Linked DNA regions of Mus musculus: regions 2, 3, 4, 5, 6 and 7 are each linked to region 1. A link is a contact called in public ChIA-PET, Hi-C and promoter capture Hi-C data. All regions are on one chromosome and are shown on one strand. The core of a region is the stretch at or near the end of the contact, and the rest is flanking DNA. Distances in the headings are between cores, read along the strand shown. Region 1 holds the start of Kdsr (3-ketodihydrosphingosine reductase). Region 2 holds the start of Tnfrsf11a (tumor necrosis factor receptor superfamily, member 11a, NFKB activator). Region 3 has its middle 34 kb from the start of Gm41927. Region 4 overlaps Zcchc2 (zinc finger, CCHC domain containing 2). Region 5 has its middle 75 kb from the start of Zcchc2. Region 6 has its middle 22 kb from the start of Gm20753. Region 7 holds the start of Phlpp1 (PH domain and leucine rich repeat protein phosphatase 1).

Region 1 (3,193 bases), core at 319-2,818:
TCTGGCATTTCAGTCACCCTGCACCTTAATTTTTGCGACAAGGCTTCTCCCTGAACCTGAAGATCATTCGTGCGTCTAGGCAAACTATCCAGTGAGCTCCAGGGATCCACAGGTTGTGGCCCCAGTGCTGAAGTTAGAGGCATAGGCCCAGTGAGCATGTGGGTGCTAGGGACCCTAACTCAGGGCATGATGCACGGCAAGCACTTTACCAACTGAGCCATTTCCTCAGCCGGCAAGTTCAACTGCTTTAGTCACGATTTTGTGGATGTAAAACTTTAGCAACTTGGCATGATTGTAAACTTTGGCTTTTTCTAATAACTCTTTCCACATCATGCATAGCAGCAGCTGGGAATAAATCAGTAATTTTACAAAAGACAAATTAATGGAAACACATGTTGTCATCCAGAAATTCTTGTTTGGGATAAATCATACTAAGATAACCACTCTATCCTGTAACAACGCAGTGGGGACTTACTTGGATGCACTCATGTAAGTCACCTAAGGGCACCAAGGAGATTCGTGCTGCCGGTTTGGATACTAGCTGTCCTTATTCGCAACTCCTCGCCTCACTGTGCCTCGGGTTTTGGGTCTATATAGGACACCGAGGAGAAATGCCAGAGTTGAGGCTCTGAGCTGTGGGGGCGGGGTGGAGGCATAGCCAAGCCTGCACATAGGAACGTGCGAGCTTCCGGACTTTAACAAACCAAACCACTCATATCTCCTTCCATCTTAAGCTTCTAATCAAGCTGGTTAGCTCTTCCTTCTGACGCCAGAAAGGACTGCACTTGAGCAGTACTCAGCAGACCCTGGCTGAGTTCAGAGACAAGCCTGCTGGCCAAACCTGCCAGGCCACCCCTCAGGTGTATCACTTCCTAGAAGCCTCTGGGGGCTCTTTGTCACTTGCACACGACACCCTACAGTCTCAGCTGCCTGGGCCAGCCCCAGAGGCCCAGACCCCCTCCTTGCTGTGGGCTCCTTAGGATTCCCTGGCTGTGGCTACTCCCATCCGGGTTTGCGCCCTTATCCTGCTAGTCACCGACTGCCGTGTCCTTGGCAAAGTTTCTCAGTCTCTCTGTTGACTCATTGGGGAAACTGAAGATCCAAACAGTGGCAGACAGGGATGCTCCGGGGATCAGCGAGCAGCAGAGCCCCTGAGTCCTGGAAACTAGGCTGGCGCCTTCTCCACGACACTGCCCTGTAGCCCGGCGCCTTGGAGGGCGGGTTCCTGAGGTCCGACAGGGCAGGGCAATGCCGGGGCTAAGGCAGTAGGTAACCCGCCCCACTCAACCGTTCCTTTCCGGGACCGTGGTCTCGTTGGCCCAAGCCGGCCAAGCAGTCCTGGGCAAGCTCAGCAACAGGAGGCCACTCACCACTACGTGCGCGCCGGGCAGCGCGAGGGGCTTGGGACTGATGAGCGGCGACACCATGTAGAGGAGCAGCACGAAGGCCACGAGGCCGGCAGCGGCCAACAGCAACATCTCTGCCGAGCGACTACTGGGAGATCACATGCACCAGCAGCCGGGAGTGTTTGGGTTTGCGAGCGAGGGCGGGACGGCGGCGAAGGGAAGAGGAGGAGCCTGGGCGGGGCGGTCTCCGCTGTCGGACTAGCTCCTGGGCCCGCGCCCCCTTCAGCTTCAGGCTGCGGCTGCGCAGGCTGTGCGTGCGTAGGCTCCGGGTACTTGGCCTCCCCGTTGGCCCGCCCGCCAACGTCGTGGGAGGCTTGCAAACGGTGGCTTTTGGATCCACGGATTTTGTTCTGTGCCTAAGTCCTGGTATTCTTCTTTGAAATCACAGATTCCAGTTCGTGTATTTATGGCTCACTCAGAAAATGGTCACCGCTCCCTTTCGCTTTGAGCGTTGACTTGGATTTCTGATAATTGAATTTCGCTGAAAACTGTACATACATCCTGTAACCAAAGCAGATGCAAACGCGGAGGCGCGGGGAGCCACCGTTGTAGAGATTTAATTCCAACATCTGGTCCACCGACTTAAAATAGTTTTAGTTTAGTGTCTAAACTATCGCCACAGTCTTTTGTCGCCCTACACAGCAACCCTATAGTCATTAACAGTCACAGTTCAGTTTCTCTCTCTCTCTCTCTGTATAGCCCTGGCTGTCCTGGAACTCACTTTGTAGACCAGGCTGGCCACGAACTCAGAAATCCACCTGCCTCTGCCTCCCGAGTGCTGGGATTAAACGCGTGCACCACAACGCCCAGCTCATTTTCTCTTAAATGGTGCAGTTATAGGCAATCACAAAGCTCTCTGGACTTGTCTATTCATACAAGTGGAGTTCTAATAATATGCCCTCTGCAGTGCCTAGCTTCTTTGACTTAGCATACTAAGATTCTTCCATACTGTACCTATCAGTATTTAATTTCTTTTTATTGTTGATAATATCCTAGTGTAGGCTAGATTATTTTTTCACTCATCACTTTTTGATCAAAACAATAACAAAAGAAAAAAAAAGCTACTGGATCCAAAAGGAAGGAAGGTCTTTTGCTAGAAAGCTTTAAGTCCTGTGCTAGATCCCTCTGGCCCCACAAGGTAGGTTGTCCTCTGACCTCTACTAGTATGTCTTGGCGTTCACCATCACACTCACTGAATACATTTTTGGTAAGGTCATGTATGGCCAGCCTCCTTTAAACAAAGCCATTCCTATTAAACCTCCCCAAAGCAAAGAAAGAACTTACTTTCTGGATTAGGATGATATAAAGCTAACATCTAGCCTTTGGCCAAAGCTCATTTGAGCAAAACAAACCTCCAACACTTGGAGGGTTCACTGGGTAGCCAGAGATTTTAAACTCTATTTCTCAATATAGCTGGCTATCCATATTGTATTATAATCGTAACAAAGAACAACCTGTGCTATTGTGTCACAGTAAGGTATTAAATCCCAAATCTATGTACTTTCACATATAAGCTTTTGAGTGTGCATGCTTTGGCTCTCTCATCGCTGGCCCTCAAGCCACTCTGCAACAGCATTTGAAGGGCTCTGCCAGACCATTTTCTTAAGTAGTAGCATAACTTTTCACTCAGCTAGGTCAACTCCAGACTTTCAAACCCTCTACTCCAAAACTCTTTTCCTCAGGATTATTAAAACCTTTCCATAGTGGGTTTTGTTTTTTTGGTAAATATTTTTCCTTTTTTTTTTTTTTATTTAAAGAAATGTAGTTGTGGTTACAAACAGCAAAAG
Region 2 (3,193 bases), core at 304-2,803, 980 kb before region 1:
CACACACACACACACACACACGCAAACAAGGATATGTATGAAGCAGGCTAATGATGGGTGACAAAATGGAATCTTAGAAGTAATCCAAAGGACTGTTTTCCAGGAAAGGGTTTTGTAACCTGAAAATTTTCCCACTTTACTGTTTTAAAAATAATATCATTTTAAATCAAAGAGTTCTACTGTAGTATTTTATTTAACACAAAATTGTATTGCAATGCATGAAATAAAATACTGTTTCCAAAATTGTTTTAGAGAAACACAAAGGAAGTCAATAATAAAAGTGGACTAAAGATTCAACAAACAGAAAAAATCAGAAAGGTAATAGACTTCAATTCACCGTATGTGACGATCACTAAATGTGCACGCTCCAATAGGAAGGCAGGAACAGTCTAAAATGTATGCTGCCACTTTAAACAGTCTTGCATGGGAAAGAATCAGATATACTACTTACATAGCATTCATAAGAAAGGTGACATGGCTACACATAAATGTAAAGTAGACCAGAATGTGAAATTTTATGTTGATCAAGAAGGGCATGTTGTGATGATAAAAGGTCAATGTACCGAGAAGACATAAATCGCTATGTCTCAAGGGAGTTTCAAGGATGAGAAAAACTGACAGAATTCAAAGAAATAATAGACAAATCCAGTCTTCCTTGTTAGAAAACTCCATAGTTTCTCAGAATTAGACGGAAAAACCATTAACATGGAGGTCAGAAAGCTGGCAGAGACGGTTCTGGCACTCAAGGAATTGAAAACACTGTGTTTCTGTTGACTGGGAGACAAAGCTCTTCCTCTTACTGTTACTACACAGAGGCAAGGCTGTATGTACCATTGTGTAACCAACACTGACCTGAAATTTGGAAAAAGACAAACCCAGAAGCCAGTAATGAGAATCCCTTAACTAATACGACAGGATCGCTTATTCCTGACTTTAAACTAGTTCTGTATTAGAAGAGGTAAGGTAGGTGACCTAGCGGTTCGGGTGAAGGGCTTCGTTAAGCATGGTGGCAAGTTTCTACCTACCTGGAAAGCTTGCTATGAGTGTTACAGAGGGGGTGAAGGGCAGAGACAGGTGCGGTGACTCGGAGAACAGCCAAGAGGAAGCGGTTGTTGGAGGCGGCCAGAATGAGGGGAAGTATAGGGCTGGGTAAAGGAGGTTTGGGGGAGCCGTGGACACTACATTGTGTAGATTCTTTAGTTACAGTTAAGGAAACCCCAACAGGGGTGCACCTTGTGCAGGCAGGGTCCACAGTGGCGACAAGGCAGGGTCCACTGAAGGCGAAGGACAACCTTGGCAGGGCTATCTAGCGCCTGCACGCAGGTGCTGCACCCAGAGAGCTCAGAGCCTGGGGACACTCGGACAGGACTCCGCGCGGGTCTGAAGCACTCGTGGAATGCCAAAACCATCTCTGTCCCGCGTCACGGCAGCCCACGCTCGGGCACCCCCTGGCGGAGCTGGTCGGCGGCGCGGGGGCAGGTGCCGGGCGGAGCCGGGCGCACGGGGCGGGACGAGGCGGGCGGAGGGCGGCGGCGACCGCCGGTCCACAGAGGCCGCGCGCCCAGCCCGCCCGCACCGCGCCATGGCCCCGCGCGCCCGGCGGCGCCGCCAGCTGCCCGCGCCGCTGCTGGCGCTCTGCGTGCTGCTCGTTCCACTGCAGGTAAGGATCCGCACCGCTGTCGCCTGTGGTCCCCCAGGGTCGAGGTCCTCTGGCGCGCCCCAGCCTCACGAGCACCAGGTGAAACTCGGGGTATCCGGATGGAGACCCCAGCTGGTGCGTGGATCTAAGGGACGGCGACTGGGAGGGTGCTGCGGCTTGGAAAGCTGAGGTTTGCAGAAGCCGGAACCTGGGCCACGGGATCTGTGGAGCACGGAGCTTGGGTGCTACCTTGTTTCTCCGGGTGCACCTAGTAGGCTCTTCCCATCTGTAGCTAACGCGGACCTCTGCGACCCTCAGTAAGATTGTATGTACAGACCAGGTTAGTGATTCCTTCCTAAAACCTGCTACCCTTGGGGGCGTGCTTTCAATCCGCGTGGGTCCCTGGGAGTGCAGGGTCCCTGACTTGGTCTTCACACCCTTCCCTATTTTAGTTTTCTCTCCATCTGCCCCACTGCGAAGGCGGAGAAGTGTAGGAGAGATGTCCTGGATGAGAGTTGGAAGTTTCTTTGGCCAAGCTGACAAGCTTTCCTTTTCGTATGTTCCCTTTTCTCCCTCCGCCCCACAAACAGTTCATGGATCGGCAGGAGTTGCTTGTGCTTAGAAACCTTTGACCATGTTAGGATGAAATATGTCTTTGCAATGGCAGAAACTAGGGTAGTGATGTGCCTCGAGCTATTACTGATGCCAAGAACAAGCCTTGCAATCCCTGCCTCCACCTGGGATGGGTCTGGGCCCAATGGTGATGGACAGGATGTAACTAGAATGCATAGTACTTGGGGACCAGGGCTTTTCTGGCAGCTCTTCAGGCACCATCAGCAGCCTAGAGGAGGAGGCAAAAGTCAGTGTGGAGAATCTCCTCCCTGCAGCCTAAGTCCCTGCAGGAAGAGCTCCCAGATCCCTGAATCCCGCGTTAGGGTCCCTCTGGAGTCGCTAGTGCTTGATAAAGAGCTTGGATCCCAGTTGCTGGTCTGCTGGCAACTGAGGAGTCTCACTGCGGTTCCCGGGAGTGATTTCTTTACCACCGTGTTACTCAGTGTGGCAGCCACCCCAAGCACCAAGCCAAATGTTCACTTCTGTCCGGGTAGACTGAGCTGTTCAATGAAGGGAAGCCTGCTAAACATCATGTGCGCTTGGGGGTTCCTCTGCGGGAAGGGAAAATGTCAGCGAGGTTTCTTGGCTCAGCAGTTTTAGATTCTCCTTTCTCCTGTTAAAACAGTCTTTGGCTTCTGTGAATGTCACTGCCCTAGGTGACCTGGCTGTGTTTGAGGTAAGGAGAGAAGAGAAAGGCAGCTTAGCTGACACCAGGACAGAAATAGTGCAAATGTACTTAAAAATTGGAGCTGCACAGTAAAAAGACTCGCTCTACTTCATTGCCAGCAAATTGGGTCTCTTAGAGTGGGTGAGGGAGGGCAAGGCGCGAGGACCTAACAGAATCGACCATTTGAAGCACTTCAAATGTTGCTTGCTTAATGAAGTGATCAACAGGTCGGACAGGGAGCTACCTTTAAAAACAAAAACAAAAACAAAAACAAA
Region 3 (3,193 bases), core at 378-2,877, 860 kb before region 1:
GGAATGACTAATTTGTGGCACGCGTCCCTGGAGATGTTTGTGTGCTGCACCATGACGCTCTCATGGCTCTGCCCAGGTTGCCCAGATGCAGTCTTGGCATCTTTTCTGGCACAGCCTTCAGCTCAGCCACACTTGTCACACGGGATTCTAACGTGTGGGCCAATCTCAATTTGCAACATGGGTGCATGGTAGAGCCGTAAGTTTGAGTTGAATGATGTGTGTGTTCTCTACCTTTTGACATGCTGCTCCTTCGTGATCGGTCCACTCTATCTCCATGTCCATGTGTCTGTGCATGTAAGCTTGTCTTCATGTGTTCTTGTGCATGCACATGTGTGTATGTGTCTACGTGAAAGGGAGTGGTCAAACTCAGGAGTTATTCCTTAGATTTCTCCCACCTTGTTGGAAACAGGATCTCTCATTGGGACCCGGGACTTGGTATCAGGCCAGCCTGGATAGCCAGAGTTCTCCAGAGATCTCCCTGTATCTGCTTCACCAGCACTGGGGTTATAAACACATGCCACTGTGCCTTGTTTTCTACTTGGTTCCTGGGATGGATTGCAGGTTCTCCTGTTGGATTTCCTCAGTCCCAAGCTTTCCCCTTTCTCCATCCATGCCCCACCTCATTTCCCAAACAAGAGCAGGAGAGCTAACTTCAAGGGGGAGGTTACTTCATCATGGTTTGTAACAGAAGCATAGCACCTGAAGACCACAAGCAATGGTAATTTCTCAGGGAAATTATTTAATTTGACAGACTCTCTTTCCCAACCACCCCCAATTCTTGGGGCAGATGGCTTTTGTGAGGGCCCCTCCTATTCCAAAGCCAGATGACTCAAATGTATGCCAGCCTCTTCTTGACTCCTGGAGAAAAGCCCCTGGAGAAATTTTCTCTTTCCCTGAGGACAGAGTCTTGAAGATTGAGTCAAATCGTTGAAAAACTATTTTGGGTAAGGGGAATGCTTTCAGCCAAGAGGTAAGCAGGTAGGGAGGTCCTTGAAGCAGCAGCCACCATCTTCACCCTCTTTAGAGACATGTATCTTTGCACATCCCATTGTCAAGGTTAGGTTTTACAGAACAAAGATGCTGAGAGACCTGGACTTGGTCCATATCTGCCTGGAACCTCAGGATGTGAGCTTATTGGTAAATGGGTTGTTTTAAAGAGTTGTTGAAAGATGTGTCAAGGGTGACTCCCAGGCTCAATGAGATTGTCCATTTAACAGAAAAGGATACACAGAGAAACCCAGAAGAAAGTTCTGGGACCAGAGAGCAGAGGCTAGAGGATGCAAGCACAAACCAAGGATGATTAGCAAAACCCAGAAGCCAGGAAGGGATGAGAAAGGATCCTGCTCAGAATCTGTAGGGGAACAATGGCCTTGCCAATCTCTTCTGGCCTCTAGAATGTAAGAAATGTATTTCTGTTACTGTGGGACATCCCCATTGTGGGCATATTTTACACTAGTACATCTTTCAAATGACACAGCTGTCCCCAAAGCCGCACTCATGCTTGGCTCTTGGATGCAAGGAAAGCCATTCCAAGACTGCAGGTTAGCCACACTACAGTCAAGGATGTCGAGACAGCTTTGCTTGCAGCACAGCAGTCGGGTATAAAGTCCTGGCAGCCATGTTGATGCTGGAAAGAGGCTGAACTTTGAACTCTTGTCAATCTGCTACAAAGCTCAGAACTTCTGAAGGGAATTGGAGGCCACGGCAGCTGTGTGGGCTCTAGCAGCTGGCAACCCCCACCCCCAAGAAAAAGGAGGCAACTGCAGGGCCACCATGTGCTAGAAAGTAAGCAATCAAACATATAAAAAACAGGCTGTGGGCGTAGTTCAGTTGGTAGAGTGCTTGTGCCCAGCATACACGAAGTTTTGGGTTCTATTCGAAGCACTGCATAAACTCCTAGCTCTTGGGAGGTGGAGGCAGGGTCATCCTCAGCTACCGAGTGAGTTTAAGGTCCGCCAAGGCTACGTGAGGCCATGCCTAAAGCAGAAAAACAAACAAGCAGCACTGTGTAAATCAAGACCAAATGGAAGGTAGAGCATGAGGTTCAGTCTCTTTCTCATGGCTCAGAAGAGCAGATCACCCAGGTGCTCGGTTGCCAGGTACTGTGTTTCACACCTGGCTTCACTGGTCATGAGGCACTCAGCCTGAGAAAACAACCTAACAATTAGTAGCTCAGAAGGAAACTTTTCTTTCCATTGTCTGATATATTTTCCAAGGCACGATTTCTTATTGTTTTCTGAGAGCCACTAAATGCAGTCTGCATTTCATATTTCAGCTTCAGGGATCAAAAGGCCCTTGCGTTTCTCTCACCCTTTCCCTGACCACAATTATTACTGGAAATAAAAGAAGAACCATCTGCTGCCTGTGATGTGTGCTTTCATTAACCTACCCGGAGTGCCAAGAAACCTTTGTCCCCTTTGGAGAAAAAAATACATTTCCCAATTTTAAAAGTCCTTGTTATGATGACTTAAGCCTCTGTCCTAGCGTTTATTTCTGTCCAGTGGCTAGAGAAGAAGGCATATTCTCCCCCGGAGAACTGAGATTCCAACCTCAACAGTCACCTGGGGTTCGATGCTCGTGTGTGGGGGTGGGGTGGGGGGGCTTCCCAGTTAAGGGCATGGTGCTGAATCGATCAAGAATAGAGGGATCTGGGAGCTAACCTGAGAAGTGGACAGTAGAGCATCTGATGCCAAGATTCCTTGTGGGCCGCATTCCCTCCTCTTCTCCAGTACCAAGCCTGTTAGTTGTATTACGTATGCAGCTTGGTCCCTAGAACTTCTGTGTGAGCAGCTCAGAGGCATTTGTCAGCTCAGAGACATTTGTCTGCAGGCTCCGAGCTAGGCCATGTAGGATGAAAGACAGAGGGAGAAAGTCGTGGGAAGGTGGGGACTTCTTGCTTTAGTGTTCAGAAAGGTAGTGCTGCAGCTCCCGGGATGCCATAGAAAGGATCTGCTGATCCGCAGAGGTGTGAACGTTGCTGACACAGGTCTCTCTCAATGGCTTTGCCATTCACACACCACATAGCTAATGGACGATGCAGAACGTGGCTGAGTCTTGCCATGTGTTAACATGGATTTCAAAATGGGCCATTTCGTATTCTTGTGATACCAAATCTGAGGGTTTTGCTTATTTGATCCAGAGTTTTACTGGGTAGCCCAGGTTGGCCTCAGAGTTTTACTGGGTAGCCCAGGTT
Region 4 (3,193 bases), core at 274-2,773, 740 kb before region 1:
AACTCCCACTATATATCATGTGCAAAACTTTCAAGGGATTAGCAACCATTTGTAAAATGTAAAGTTTAAAGTTTTATTTGTAAACCTGAGGAGAGAAGGTTTTGTTCAATAAGATGGATCATGACCATACATTTGATTAATCTAAGCAAGAACTTAGTATATGACCGAAGAGCCTGGATACTTAGAAGACAGTCTACAGATGATATACTAGCAGGGTGTTGACAAGAAGATGACAAATTGCTCGAAGTAGGAGGATTTTTCTGCAGTAGATCAGTCAGTGATATCATCATGGGATGATGTGAATCAGTGGAGAATTTATTCCAACATGTGAGTAAAATGGAGCATAGGAAATATATGATGAAACCCTCAAGCCAATAGGCACACAGCCTCCCAGGTAATTGAGAAAGTGAAGGACAGGGCCAAGACACCACTGCACGCACATTCATCAGACCAGTAAGCCGTTTTCACATCTGATGTCCAGGATATGACAGTAGGAGCTCAGACGTTATGGATGAGATGTTAATTGGCGCGTGTGTTTGCACAGACCACATGGCATGATGCAGTGAAGCTGGAGATCATGGCTACTACCTGCTGATTCAGCATCTATGAAATTAGACCATGTGCTGGCTGCACCAGGGTTTGTAGTGACAAATACCAGGGAGTCACCTGAATGTTTCAACTAAGTAGTCTCAGTAGACATACTAAGTATATCTGCTGGGCAGCAGTTAGAATAAAGCCCGCCATAGCCCTCTGTGAGTTTATGAATGTACTCACATGCACAGGTGGTTAAAATGGAGCTTTCGCTATAGTGTTTCAGCAAGTTAGGTAATAGTTAACTTCTGTGGAGGGGAGCAGGGGAGTAAAGGGTGACCTGTAGTCAGATCTCATACATCATTTCTTTTTTAGAGTAACTTGAGAGTGATCTTGTGGACTTTTAAAAATATTGAAAATTTTAATAGAAATAGTTTTACCTGAAGTAAATTCAGTTTGAAGTAACACGCTCACGTTAAAATTGCATAATTTTGAGTAAGATTGGTGTGCACATTTGAGGTAATTCAATAGTGTATTAGGCAATTGAAGATTTGTTATGGTATCTTCTGTAAGCTTGGTATGGTAATGCACACAGTAATCCTGGCACCCCGGAGGATGAAGCCAGGAGTTGGATTTGAGGTCAGCCTGGACCATATAGTAGACCTTGTCTCACAGAAACAAGTGGAAGTGCCCTGTGTGCTGGGAGCTAGGTCAGAGCTGGGCAGGAGCCCTCCAGCTGCGTCAGTCAGCACGAGCATCCTTTCAGTGCTTTGCTGTAGCACATAGTGTCCTGAATTAATTCACTCTTCTTTCTCCCACCCTAGATGTGTTACAGCACACCATCATCCACAAGAAACATGCTGGGAAAAGTCCCGCTCTGAAGTAGGTATCTAACTTCTAAAGTGTAAATGCCTTTGTACACCTTACACTCAGTCAGTGTTTAGTCAACTTCTCACCTGTGTGCTGTCTGGGAGTCTGCCATTTTCCTCTCGGGTGGGTTTTTTGTTTTGCTTTCTTTTCAGTTGCCGTGCGTGCTGTTTCCCTTTTGTCCCCTTCCTTCCTGCCCTTTGGGGAAGTTCTTTTGTGGCAGCCTTCAGAGTTACATACTGAATTTTATTCTTGTAGCTGCCCCCAAAATTGCAGTGTGTCTTTCACCTCTTAACGGGTAACATAAATTCATAGACAGTTTGTGCTTGCACGATTCCTTGAGTACTCTAAGGGACTCAGGTCACTGTATTGCTTTTGCCTGGGTTACAGTCATCCTGCATTTTCATTGTCTTCATAGTTTTAAATTGTGGCACTGTTTTCCAGCATTCATTTAGATCTCTTTCTGCTGTCTTGTCCCTCAGCATCCACCTATGATGGTTTCCCTTTTAAATGAATGCAGTTAGGGTGTGTGTGTGTTTGTGTGTGTGTGTGTGTGTGTGTGTGTGTGTGTGTGTGTGTGTATACACTTTGTATTACTGTGTATTGTACTGTGTATTATTGTGCTCACAAATCAAAGCCATCTACCACTGAGCTGTGCTTAGCTGAGTGAGTCTTGGTTGGCATTTCTTTTCTGCTGCCTCTTTGAAGCTGTAACTGACAGTCTTCTGGCTGTGTAGTTTTCATCTGCTGTGTGCCACCCCGTTGGCCTATCTCTGACACCTGATGTCTCTGGCAGATCAAATTGTTGATGTGATTTCTAGCTTACTAGTACTGCCCCTCATCTAAATGCCACAAGCGTTCTGCTCTTTTAGTCAGGACCCTCCTATGGGCAGCTGCTTTCTTTCTTTCTTTGTAGATGAGCTTGGGACTCCTTTGCTTGTGGCAGCCCTGGTTCCTCCTCTCTCCTGGGACTGAAGCCCTCCCTTCTCTGATCCACTCTTAGAGCTGTTCTTTCGGTAGCCTTTCCTCCTAGAGCCTTTGAGCTTTTCTCTGTTGTCCGTGATGGACTTTGTAGCTGTTTGCATTACTTGTGCTTCTAAACTCTGTAACTTTCTATATTTTGACTTTAGAAAGTTCTCAGCTTATGTCTTCAGATAGTCAGTTTCTGTTCTCTGAAGCCGTCTTGTAAGAGTCCCCGAGGTCCTTGTGTGTGGGCTGCTCACACATCCATCCCACTTGTCTCTTAGGTTTTTATGTTCCATCCTTTTGTCCTTCAGTGTAGCTTCTTCAGACCAAGCTTGTTATCAGCTCTTTCCCTCAGTTTCCCATCTGTTGAATTCTTACACTGGCTTCATAGTTGAAGACTTTACATTTGGTTCTTTCAGTGACTTGGCAGAACTCTCTGTCTTCCCAAAGTGTAAACCCAATAACTTCATCCTCTGCATTATTTAGGCCGTGGGGGGTTTCCAGTCACATTAGGTTGATCCTTCATAAACCTAATTGTACAGTTCCTCGCTCGGCAGCCCCTGCTGATCCAGGCTCTGCAGCCCCTCTGTTGATTGGACTGCAGGTGAAGCAGGGACACCCAGTCACAGGACACTAATGGCAAATGTACACGTGCTGCCACTCTCTAAGGACAGGCATTAATGATACTGTCCATTTACTTATTTCTTAGCGTATACTTTTTCCCATACACCTAACTCTAGATACTCAAAAGAAAAACAAAACGAACAAACAAAAAAACCCCAGAGACTAAGAGCCTTCTTGAGATGGTAAAATAGGTTAAGTTACGGGG
Region 5 (3,193 bases), core at 467-2,966, 690 kb before region 1:
TGCTCAAAATCTTTTATAAAATCTTTCTGCCCACATGGTAAGATCCCTTCTATATTTTTCTCCATTCTACAATCAGACACTAAGTAGTTGTTATCTGATTCTCTACAACTGTAAAGCAAGAACCAGATCTCTGCCTGAGCAGGAAAGACTCCTCCTCCATTTACCCTGGACATTCCAATGATGGCAGGAATAATGCTATTTCTGTCATTGGCTTGTCACCAACTAGTTCTAAACCCCACCCTAGACTCCCATATGCACCGCCACCATTATTACACTTCCTGCCTGTAGGCAACGGTAGAATTTGAAAGTCCTCGTGTGACCTCAGTGTGATTTCTGGAGCTTCCACTGTCTGTCAAGTTGTGGCACATGTCAGCTCACAAGGAGAACAAACTGGCTTTCCAGACCTGTTCAGGTTCATCATTAATTGAAGGATCAATTGTCCCTGCAACCTCTGATTATTGTGACAGAGCCTTTTTGTTAGGCTGTCAACTTTAATGATGATATAGCCTGGACAGTATCTCTGCGGACCGCCCATCACTTCCCACCTCCCTGTATGCTGGCTGAATGCTTTGGCTTCCCTGTGCATCTAGGTTGACACACTCTTTCAAAATATCAGCTCTTATGATTAACAACTGGGCTCCAAAGATCCAAGTCCCAGGTCTTAACTGCCAGCAATACAGGCTGGCCTTCCTGTTGGTAGGGCAGCCTTGAGAGCCTGCCAGCTGTGGGCTTTTCCTCCTTTGATCTGATATTGCTACTGATGCTTGACTGTGGGCTAGCAGGTTTAAGCACAGCCATTTGAGTGGGACAGAATCTTCACACACTATAGACTGTCTTTGTGTTATAGGAAATTTGATGACATTTAAAAATAAATCCGAGCACTTCAGCAATTTGGAAAGGACCGACTCTTACACTTGATAACACACCTTCAACTGAGGGCTCTCTCAGGCTTCACCCTGCTTCCTAACCATGATCCTCAAAACAAACTTCCAGTCAATTTTAGGATCCTCACCTAATAACTAGGCATACAAAGGCAGAACAAATTTAACTGGTTTATTTAGGATGATTAACAGAAACTCTAGTTTGAGGTCCAGCTCAAGTCTAATGTGCATGTGCGTGTGTGTGTGTGTGTGTGTGTGTGTGTGTGTGTGAGTAGGACTCTTGTAAATGCCCAAGAAGGTCACCGTACTTAATCTTCCTGGGGCCCCTGGCTGTTTCATCCTGATCTTGTTAGAAATTCACTTTGCTTTTTTTTTTCTATGCTTATTATGTATTGTTATGATGGAGAGAAGGAGGGAGGGAGGAGGGGGAGGGAGGAAGGGGAGGAGGAAGGAGGAAGAGAGAAGAATAATTTTTAGGTCCTGTCAATCTTTTGTCTTAAACACTTTGCCCAGAGATCAAACTCCTTTATCCCCTTTTCTGTTTTCCTTTGCTGGGAGTTTGTCTAGAAGGGTGTGCTTCCCAGTTGCTGCTCTAAAGACTCTAAAGAGGTCATTTTAGTCCTGGCTTCAGTAGAGAGGATGGACTGGGAGGGGTGGGCAGCCCAGCAATCTCCCTTCCTTCCCTTGGCTTGTTTATGTTTGCATAATCGGTTTTCAGCAGTAATTGTCTCATATATGAAAAGATGAGAGCTTATTTTGACAGCTGGCAGTGTCTTTGATATTAGGAGATGTCGTCTGGAGAAGTGTGAACCGAGAGAGATCGGAAGCAGCTGTTGGGCGGCAGCAGCCTGAGAGTGCAGCTGTGGGGTCTGAGAGCCAGGGTGGGGTTTGGGCTGTGGTCGGTTTCTCTGTTTCTGGTTTGTGTTTTTGCCGGAACATCATTAGGCTCCAAGAACCATAACTGTATATTTATAACCAGGAAAAACTGCACTGAAAAACAGGAAGGAGACAGAACAGAGATGTGAGGAGGAAAAAGAAAGACAGGAGAGGTGCTCAAACATGAGGTAACAGAGAAGTGGAAGCCACGAACATGGGAAAGAAAACCAGAAAGAGAAAGACAGATGGGCTAGGAGATGGCTCAGTGGGAGAAGTGCTTGAGTTTGGATCCCTAGCCACATAAAAAGCAACACACATGTGTTTGTAACCCAGGGCTGGGAAGACAGGGACAGGCATGTACTGCCAGTCCAGCTGAGCCACTGAGCTCCAGATTCAATGAGAGACTTTGCCTCAAAAGATCCAGCGGAGAGTGATAGAAGACACCCTATACTAACCTCTGTCCCCCACATGTATAAAATACAAACAAGTACACACACACACAGGCACACACATGAGCACATACACCTATGAACACTACACACATACACATGAACAACAACATACAAACACACAAACACATTCATGGGCATGCACATGCACACACATGCACACACATGAGCAGATACACACATACACATGCACACACGAACACACATAAACATACATGCATACACATGTACACACACACACACACACACACATATGCACACACACGCACACGCACATGCACATGTACACATGAGCACACAAAAAAGAGAAAAATAGAGTGTTTGCCAGAAAGCCCAATTGCCCAAGTCAGACCCTTTCTGAGATTTTGAAATTTTCCTGCTGTCTTTGCCATTCTGAATTGCATAGGCAACCACTGCCGTAAGCACGTGATCTGTGTGACTCCTGTCCTAGCATGCTGCAGACAACAACCCCTATGGTCCCTTTATTCCCGAGGCTAGGCTTTCATTTCATCACCAAAGTGAGAAATGACTGCCTGCTTTGTCATGGCTATTCATGTTTATACTCATAGGAAACGTGACTCTCTGCCAGCTGACCGGAGCTATAGCTGCCCTGGTTCCATGTTCCTACCCTAGCTATAGGCTGTAACTCTGGTTCTCCTCCCCTGTCCTCCACCTTCTTTCCTGTTCAGAGTGTTTCTTGTCAACAGCATCAGCAGCACATCCTAAGCTAAATTGTTTGTTTGTTTGTTTGCTTGCTTGCTTGCTTGTTTGGTTTTTGAGACAAGGCATAGCTATACAGGCCAGAAGAGCCTCACTATGCAGCATAAACTGGTGTGGATTTGAATCAGTATTCTTCCCTTAGCTTCCTAAAGGCTCACAAGCATGTACCACCATGACTGTAGGATTGTGGGTCCTGCATCCACTCTGCCACAGGGCATGACTGGGCCATAGGGAAGCCCCAGGACACCACTCGGAGGTGGTGAAGCA
Region 6 (3,193 bases), core at 379-2,878, 610 kb before region 1:
CAGGTGGTGCCCATGTCTGTAATCTAAGCTCTTGGGAGGCTGAGGGAAGAGAATCACTACAAGTTTGAGGCCAGCTTGGGCTATGGAGTAAAACCTTAGTTGAAAATATAAAAACACCCAGGACCCGCACAGGTTCAAAGCACACAAAATCTTCACACTAAGAATGGCAAGTGAACACAAAGTCCCACTCCTAAGGGAGAAACCATTGGCAACTGGTGCCTGCTGGGAGAGGGACAATTCGTTTCTCCAATGAGTACCATTGGGTGTATCAGACACACTCCATGCCCAGGGATAAGCTGGCCAATACAAAACGGACTTGGTGGCTTTTAAAAATTTTTTTTGTCTTGTCTTGTTTTGTTTGTTTTTTTTGTCTTATTAGGTTTTGGTTTCAGTTTGTGTGTGTGTGTGTGTGTGTGTGTGTGTGTACGTGTGTGTGTGTACGTGTGTGTGTGTGTTTGTGTGTAAGAGAGAGAGAGGGGGGGGAACTTGAATGAGTAAGGAGCTAGGTGGGATCTTGTAAGACATTGGGGAGAGCAATGAATATTATCACAGTGCAAAACTCTGTTCTTCAAAGTTATTTAATTGTGCATTCGAGTTAAAAAAATCATTTTTTAGTACCTGAATGTTTTGCCTACATTATGTCAGTGCACTGTGTGTGTGTGTGTGTGTGTGTGTGTGTGTGCCTGGTGCCTGGCAGAGAGTGTCAGATCTCCTGGAACTGGGGTTACAGAGAGTTGTGAGCCGCCATGTGGATGCTGGGATTGGAATTTGGGTTAACCAATGATCTATTCCTTTAGTCCCCCAAGTGGGTACATTTTATGGATTATAAAGTATAAGGCAGTAGTTTTAGAAACAGTGTTGTTAAGGTAAAAATCAAGGCATTTTGTGTGTTGAGGAGGTTCTACCTTGATCTGTTAAATAGACCGAAGCTCATTATCTGTGTAAGTGTGGTAGCATAGCCAAGCATCGGGGAAGGATGAAAGGAAGCATAGCTTGGACGGCTGTGCGTGGAAATCTTTGTGAATAAAACAAAAGACAGCAGGCTTTCCCTGGAGAGCGAGGTCAAGACAGGCGTTCCCCTGTAAACTCTTTAGCATTTTCTTTATTATAAATTCCATGTGTATATCACCTCTTCCAAACACATGGATAATTAAACATTTTTGAGTCGCCAGTATACCACAAGCCAAAATAGACATTCAGTATTTGAGATTAGTTTTCAGAAAATGAAGAGCCATTTTCCCACCATGTGTGAGGCTGGCTAATGAAGGAGCTGCCAGATCTCATATTTGCCCTCAAGTGCTAATAATAGTCCAGTCCCCTCCAGCAATGAGTCTCATCGCACAGCCGGTACAGTTTTATTATGTGGCCATGCTTGAGATCGCAGGCTATGTGCTTTTTTGGCCTGCTTTACCTCTTTACATAGAGACCGAGGGAAAGAGTCTTCTATGTAAATTGTTCCAGGGAAAAGGGACTATGTAAACATTAAAGCAATACATGGTATTGAGAACTGGGTGCCGAGGCCCTATTTTTATATCTGTACTGATTTTGACCACTTGCTGGGCTGTGGTTAAAAAGGGAAATGTATGACGACGTTTGCTTTTCCTTTTAACAACCCTGGCCGTCACGCAGAGGAGCATATTACTGCTTCTCGGTCTCTCTGCCCTTTCACTTGCTCTAATTTCATGCAGTCTGAGGTGGAGGGGATTACTTTTTTTAACTGCAGTAAAATAGTATCATAGAAGAGAGTCCTGTGATAGAGCAGTTGACTTCTGAAGAAAACAGGGGAACCAGGCACTTGTGAGTTATGGGCCAGCCTCAGCTACATAAGATAATTCAAAGCAAGCCTCAGCTACATGACCCTCCACACACACACACACACACACACACACACACACAGAGAGAGAGAGAGAGAGAGAGAGAGAGAGATTAACACAACTAATACTTCCTTTCTTAAATTATTTCAGAGACTTAAAATATATCAGGCATCAATTCTTCCTGATGCTTCTATCGGACCATGTGATGTGTGTTCTGGTTTTTGGGACCTTTAAAGTCTTTGCAAGTGAGCTTCTCCTCAGCCATGCCGTTGCATATATGGCTGTGTGAGTTCATGCACATGAGTGTAAGAAGGACAGAATTCTACTATCTTCTTCTACCCTGTGGTTCCCCCACGAATTGAACTCAAATTATCAGACTTGACAGCAAGCACCTCTCCTGGAGGATTCATCTTGCTGTGCCATAGAACCTCTAGTCCATCATGAGGTATTCCTCTCAAGCATAAAACCCTTGAGATATGATGGATATCATACCCAGGCCCTTGCCATTTCTGGTGGGTCTGTGAGGCAGGCAGCAGAAGGCATCAGGGCATTTGATTGTAACCACTGTCTTATCAACAGAGATCAATTGATCTTCCCTCCCCCCCATCCGCTATTCCCACCACCCGGTTCCCTGAGCCAACTCTCTGGGTTGGCTTGGGAGTGATTGGAAAGCAGACTGTGATTTCCTCAAATACATATTTCTTGGAGTTGGGGAGATGGTTCAGTGGCTAGGTACTTGGCTTACAAATCTGAGGACATAAAGGTCAATTGTGTGTCAACCAGTAATCCCAGATCCAGAAGAAGGTGACAGGGGAACCCCAGAACAAGCTTGCTAGCGCAACTAGTTATTGGGGAGCTCTGGGTTTGACTGAGAGACATGCCTAATGGCTAAGAGAAAACAATATGCCCATCACCAGTCTCAGATCCCCACATGCACACACACAGATATGTGCATATTCACACACACATATGCCACATGCACACTCACACGCACTCATAGAAATACAAATAGAAAAAGTGTATTTCCTTAATTCAATAATTTCAAAATGAGGTTGTTATTCGAGTTGATTGTAGCCAAGATAAGGTAAAAGAAAAGCATCCATGCCGAGGTTTCCTGGTCTCCCAAGCAGATCTGTTTGTGTAGTACATCTGTTCTCATAGTATGTGTCCTCGTAACGTGGATAGGGCATGATTAAATACACAGCCCTCCCCTGCCTGAGCCTCCCCTTTATACCTGTGTGTCCTCAGCATCATTCCAGGGAATGTGGGAAGAATGGACAATATTAGGTTAAGACCTCTGGTCCAGGCATGTCTTAATTCCTTTGAGAGCAGCTTCCAACTTCCGGGAATTCCTGCTGAGATGAAATGCCGCTTGGTAT
Region 7 (3,193 bases), core at 490-2,989, 590 kb before region 1:
AGACAGGATGTCATCATGTAGACCAGGCTGGCATCAAATTCAGAGATCTGCTGTTCTCTGCCTTCTGAATGGCAGGATAAAGGCATCACCACTGAGACTTATAACTATAAATAAATGTATATGCATGTGTGTATAATATTCCCATAATAAATATTAGTCTTCTGGAACCCAAAGGTAAGGTACAGGATATCTTCATTATTATTATTACTATTATTCTTTGAGTTACTATGTAACTTTGGCTGGCCTGGAGCTTGCTCTGTAAAAGAGGCTAGTTTTGAGCTCATAAAGTTCTTCCTGTTTTAGTCTATCGAGTGTCAGGAAGAACTTAATTTAAAAAAATTATTATCATTATGTATAGGAATGATTTGCCTGGAATATGTCTATGCATTACATTGGAGCACTGTCTTCAGGGTGAGCTATTATATGGGTCTTCTTGAAGAGCAGCCCACGCTCTTAGCTGCTGAGCCCTCTAACTCCGGAAAAAGACTTTTAATTAGTGTCTACATCTGCAATGCCATCATGAGAGTGGCAACTCAATGACCAACGTTTATCAAATTATTTCAAATAGTTAATTGCCCTAAACCAGCTTGGTTCAACCAATAAAAAAATGTTTATAGATCATACAATGTAACAGTAAACACCCATACAACATAGGTAGAGCGTAGGTGGTGAGCAGTTTGTGGACGGAAGTATGGAGAACAGACTAGACTGGGAAACCTTGTCTCATTCACCCTTTCTACCCGGCCCCGAGTGCGGAAAGAAAAATCCAGAAAGAACCAAGAGAAAGCAAGTCTATCTCCTATCCCACTATGACTCCATTTTAATATTTCTTCCTTCGTCCACTGCTTTGTGTCGTTAAGCTTCTTTTAAGCTTAAAACCAACGGGATACAAGGCTCCAAGCAGGTCCTTAGCTATTTCTGTCCTAATAGGGGAGGGAGTAAATGGGTTTAATTTGAGTGCAAACACTGCTAGCTTTCATGGGCCTTGAAAAAAGTGCGGAAAAAGTCAGGAAGACGGGGCCAGCGATCCTGTGAACTGTGTATGTATTTTTGTCTCATACAAAGGCCTTACCTAGAGTTTAGAGTTCCTAAAAACTCTCAATTTCAATTAGCCAGGAAAATAAAACTCATCTGGCAAGCAGGAGAGGATCAAGTTAATGAAAAACGTTCACAGGACACAGAGTTCAACGGCAGAGGGCACAATACCCACCAACAAGGGCCAGAAGCTGGAGGAGAGGGTGGGCAGAATTTGATGATATCTGGGCCTTGTAGTTCGCTGTTGGTCTCTTCTGGGTATCCTCGACACGAAGATGAACTACAACCCCCACTGTGCAACGCGAGCCCCTCTCGCCACCTCTCCTCTATGGCGAGGACAAACCTCCTGGGAAACAGCTCCGCCCCACCCCCGTACGCACGCGTCACGTTTGTTTACCCTGAGGCCCCGCCCCCAGCCTCCCGCTCTCCGCAGAAATGTCGTCATGCTAACGATGCATATTCATGATCAACTCCGCCCCGCCACCGCCCGCCTTCCCGCGCTTCATTAATATTCATGAGGCGAGCTCGGGCCGCAGCTCCCGGGAGCTGAGGCTGTCCAGCAGCGGGCGGGGCCTGGCGCTGGGGAGCCCGCGACCCGCGGGGAGGGTGTGTGTGGGGGGGCGGTGGCGGCGAAACGGGCGGGCGGCGCGCGGGATGGAACACCGAGACACCGACGGAATGCTCCGGATCGCCACATAATCCTCTGGAGCGGCCGCGCCGAACGCCATCGGCGTCTCCGTTCTCTTCGCGCCGCCGCCGCCGCCGTCTCCCACCTTCGCCTCACCTCCTCCTCCTCCGCTGCCTCCGGAGCTGGGGGAGCGACGTGAAGCCCCGCTACGATGGAGCCCGCCGCTGCAGCCCCGGCACAGCGACTCGCGGACCCCACGGGTGAGGACCAAGCCCTGGCGGCGGCGGCGGCCGAGGGCGGCCGGTGTCCGGATCCCGCGCTGAGCGCGGCGGCCCCGAGCGGCGGGAACGGCGGCGCGGCGCGAGAGGAGGCCCCCTGCGAGGCGCCGCCGGGGCCGCTGCCCGGCCGCGCCGGAGGCACCGGGCGCAGGCGGCGGCGGGGAGCTCCCCAGCCCGCGGCCGGTGGGGCCGCTCCGGTGCCCGCGGCCGGCGGCGGCGCCAACTCGCTGCTGCTGAAGAGAGGGCGGCTGAAGAGGAATCTGTCGGCCGCCGCCGCCGCCTCGTCGTCCTCGTCGCCGTCCTCGGCGTCTTCGGCCGCTGGCGGCCTCCCGGCGTCCTGCTCGGCCTCGGCGTCGCTGTGCACCCGGAGCCTGGACAGGAAGACGCTGCTCCTGAAGCACCGGCAGCTGCTTCAGCTGCAGCCGTCGGACAGGGACTGGGTGAGGCACCAGCTCCAGCGGGGCTGTGTGCACGTCTTTGACCGCCACATGGCCTCGTCCTACCTGCGCCCAGTGCTCTGCACGCTGGACACCACGGCCGCCGAGGTGGCGGCCCGGCTTCTGCAGCTGGGCCACAAAGGCGGCGGGGTGGTGAAGGTGCTGGGCTACGGGCCGCCTCCCGCCGCCGCCCCTGCCGCCAGCGATCAGACCCTGGACGGAGAGCACGGAAGGGACGTGGAGCCACCGCCCTCGAGCGGCACTGTTGGTGCTGTCCGGGGCCCTGCGCGCGCGCCTCCCGCCGATCTGCCGCTGCCCGGGGGCGCCTGGACGCGCTGTGCACCCCGCATCAGCCCCGCGCCTTCGGACTCCAGCCCCGGAGAGCTGTTCGCGGGCGGCCCCGGGTCCCCTCCCCGCGCCCCGCGCCCGGCCTCTGACACCGAGAGCTTCAGCCTGAGCCCCAGCGCCGAGAGCGTGTCAGACCGGCTGGACCCCTACAGCAGCGGCGGCGGCGGCTCCTCGTCGTCGTCGGAGGAGTTAGAGGCTGATCCGGCCATGCCCCACCGCCCCGGCCGCCCCGCGCAGCCTCGGCCGCCTTCCCCGAAGACCTCGGCTTTACTGCAGCCGAAAGCCCCGACGGGCGTAGACAGCACTGGCGTGATAGCGGGCGAGGGTCCCGGAGACGATAAGGCGATGGCAGCCGCAGCTCCGGACGTTCCTCTGTCGACTTCGGGGAGGATACGGGAGACCGTGCAAAAGACATCTCCGCCCTCCCTGTATGTACAGCTCCATGGAGAGACTACCCGGCGCCTGGA

What was found. Promoter capture Hi-C pulls out the DNA fragments that hold promoters and counts their contacts. A called contact is a pair of places that touch in the nucleus more often than the background predicts. ChIA-PET counts read pairs in DNA pulled down with a chosen protein or histone mark.
Region 2: a promoter capture Hi-C map of liver shows a contact between it and region 1, with 2.3 times the contacts expected there. The contact joins the promoter of Tnfrsf11a here to the promoter of Kdsr in region 1. A contact is called at or near these places in 4 of 39 promoter capture datasets (hippocampal neurons, liver and pre-B cells), 4 of 115 datasets of contacts at active chromatin or transcription factors (bone marrow-derived macrophages, craniofacial prominence, large pre-B cells and 1 more) and 1 of 9 other capture datasets (embryonic stem cells).
Region 3: a contact with region 1 is called in a promoter capture Hi-C map of liver, with 4 times the contacts expected there. The contact joins the enhancer-like site here to the promoter of Kdsr in region 1. A contact is called at or near these places in 5 of 39 promoter capture datasets (cranial neural crest, hippocampal neurons, liver and 1 more) and 2 of 115 datasets of contacts at active chromatin or transcription factors (astrocytes and double positive thymocytes).
Region 4: an RNA polymerase II ChIA-PET map of memory CD8 T cells shows a contact between it and region 1, with 17 read pairs. The contact joins the enhancer-like site here to the promoter of Kdsr in region 1. A contact is called at or near these places in 8 of 39 promoter capture datasets (the 3T3-L1 cell line, the HPC-7 cell line, cranial neural crest and 5 more), 1 of 484 Hi-C or Micro-C datasets (embryonic stem cells), 10 of 115 datasets of contacts at active chromatin or transcription factors (SST interneurons, bone marrow-derived macrophages, embryonic forebrain and 5 more) and 2 of 9 other capture datasets (embryonic stem cells and liver).
Region 5: a contact with region 1 is called in an RNA polymerase II ChIA-PET map of memory CD8 T cells, with 8 read pairs. The contact joins the enhancer-like site here to the promoter of Kdsr in region 1. A contact is called at or near these places in 3 of 39 promoter capture datasets (the C10 cell line, pre-B cells and second pharyngeal arch cranial neural crest), 1 of 15 datasets of contacts at CTCF or cohesin (large pre-B cells), 3 of 484 Hi-C or Micro-C datasets (LSK cells, olfactory sensory neurons and ventricular fibroblasts) and 21 of 115 datasets of contacts at active chromatin or transcription factors (the NIH/3T3 cell line, T-cell acute lymphoblastic leukemia, astrocytes and 13 more).
Region 6: a Hi-C map of CD4 T cells shows a contact between it and region 1, with 3 times the contacts expected there. The contact joins the enhancer-like site here to the promoter of Kdsr in region 1. A contact is called at or near these places in 2 of 39 promoter capture datasets (frontonasal cranial neural crest and hippocampal neurons), 1 of 484 Hi-C or Micro-C datasets (CD4 T cells) and 3 of 115 datasets of contacts at active chromatin or transcription factors (embryonic stem cells, large pre-B cells and regulatory T cells).
Region 7: a contact with region 1 is called in a promoter capture Hi-C map of liver, with 2.2 times the contacts expected there. The contact joins the promoter of Phlpp1 here to the promoter of Kdsr in region 1. A contact is called at or near these places in 23 of 39 promoter capture datasets (the 3T3-L1 cell line, 3T3-L1-derived adipocytes, the C10 cell line and 17 more), 29 of 484 Hi-C or Micro-C datasets (CD4 T cells, CD8 T cells, the G1E-ER4 cell line and 19 more), 19 of 115 datasets of contacts at active chromatin or transcription factors (CD4 single positive thymocytes, the NIH/3T3 cell line, astrocytes and 13 more) and 3 of 9 other capture datasets (adipose tissue, embryonic stem cells and liver).

The regions. Positions count from the first base shown.
Region 1 is chr1:106,758,174-106,761,366 of GRCm38.p6, forward strand. It overlaps Kdsr (3-ketodihydrosphingosine reductase), which reads right to left and starts at 1,569. Exons shown (of 10, transcript NM_027534.2): 1 at 1,371-1,569. The coding sequence starts at 1,478.
Region 2 is chr1:105,779,170-105,782,362 of GRCm38.p6, forward strand. It overlaps Tnfrsf11a (tumor necrosis factor receptor superfamily, member 11a, NFKB activator), which reads left to right and starts at 1,554. Exons shown (of 10, transcript NM_009399.3): 1 at 1,554-1,660. The coding sequence starts at 1,583.
Region 3 is chr1:105,898,709-105,901,901 of GRCm38.p6, forward strand. No RefSeq gene overlaps it. Among named protein-coding and RNA genes, the nearest start is that of Gm41927, 34 kb to the right of the region's middle. Within about 2 kb of position 1,628, at least 9 of the 459 cell types and tissues checked have an H3K27ac peak or open chromatin away from gene starts, as enhancers often do. A contact at or near this core is called in liver, where this site is marked.
Region 4 is chr1:106,018,493-106,021,685 of GRCm38.p6, forward strand. It overlaps Zcchc2 (zinc finger, CCHC domain containing 2), which reads left to right. Exons shown (of 14, transcript NM_001122676.1): 8 at 1,356-1,413. Among named protein-coding and RNA genes, the nearest start is that of Zcchc2, 30 kb to the left of the region's middle. Within about 2 kb of position 1,524, at least 41 of the 459 cell types and tissues checked have an H3K27ac peak or open chromatin away from gene starts, as enhancers often do. A contact at or near this core is called in the HPC-7 cell line, bone marrow-derived macrophages, memory CD8 T cells and 1 more, where this site is marked.
Region 5 is chr1:106,064,250-106,067,442 of GRCm38.p6, forward strand. No RefSeq gene overlaps it. Among named protein-coding and RNA genes, the nearest start is that of Zcchc2, 75 kb to the left of the region's middle. Within about 2 kb of position 1,717, at least 57 of the 459 cell types and tissues checked have an H3K27ac peak or open chromatin away from gene starts, as enhancers often do. A contact at or near this core is called in T-cell acute lymphoblastic leukemia, double positive thymocytes, embryonic basal ganglia and 3 more, where this site is marked.
Region 6 is chr1:106,147,608-106,150,800 of GRCm38.p6, forward strand. No RefSeq gene overlaps it. Among named protein-coding and RNA genes, the nearest start is that of Gm20753, 22 kb to the right of the region's middle. Within about 2 kb of position 1,629, at least 20 of the 459 cell types and tissues checked have an H3K27ac peak or open chromatin away from gene starts, as enhancers often do.
Region 7 is chr1:106,170,130-106,173,322 of GRCm38.p6, forward strand. Phlpp1 (PH domain and leucine rich repeat protein phosphatase 1) reads left to right here and starts at 1,740. Exons shown (of 17, transcript NM_133821.3): 1 at 1,740-3,193. The coding sequence starts at 1,875. Gm20753 (predicted gene, 20753) reads right to left here and starts at 1,395. Exons shown (of 3, transcript NR_040630.1): 1 at 1,211-1,395.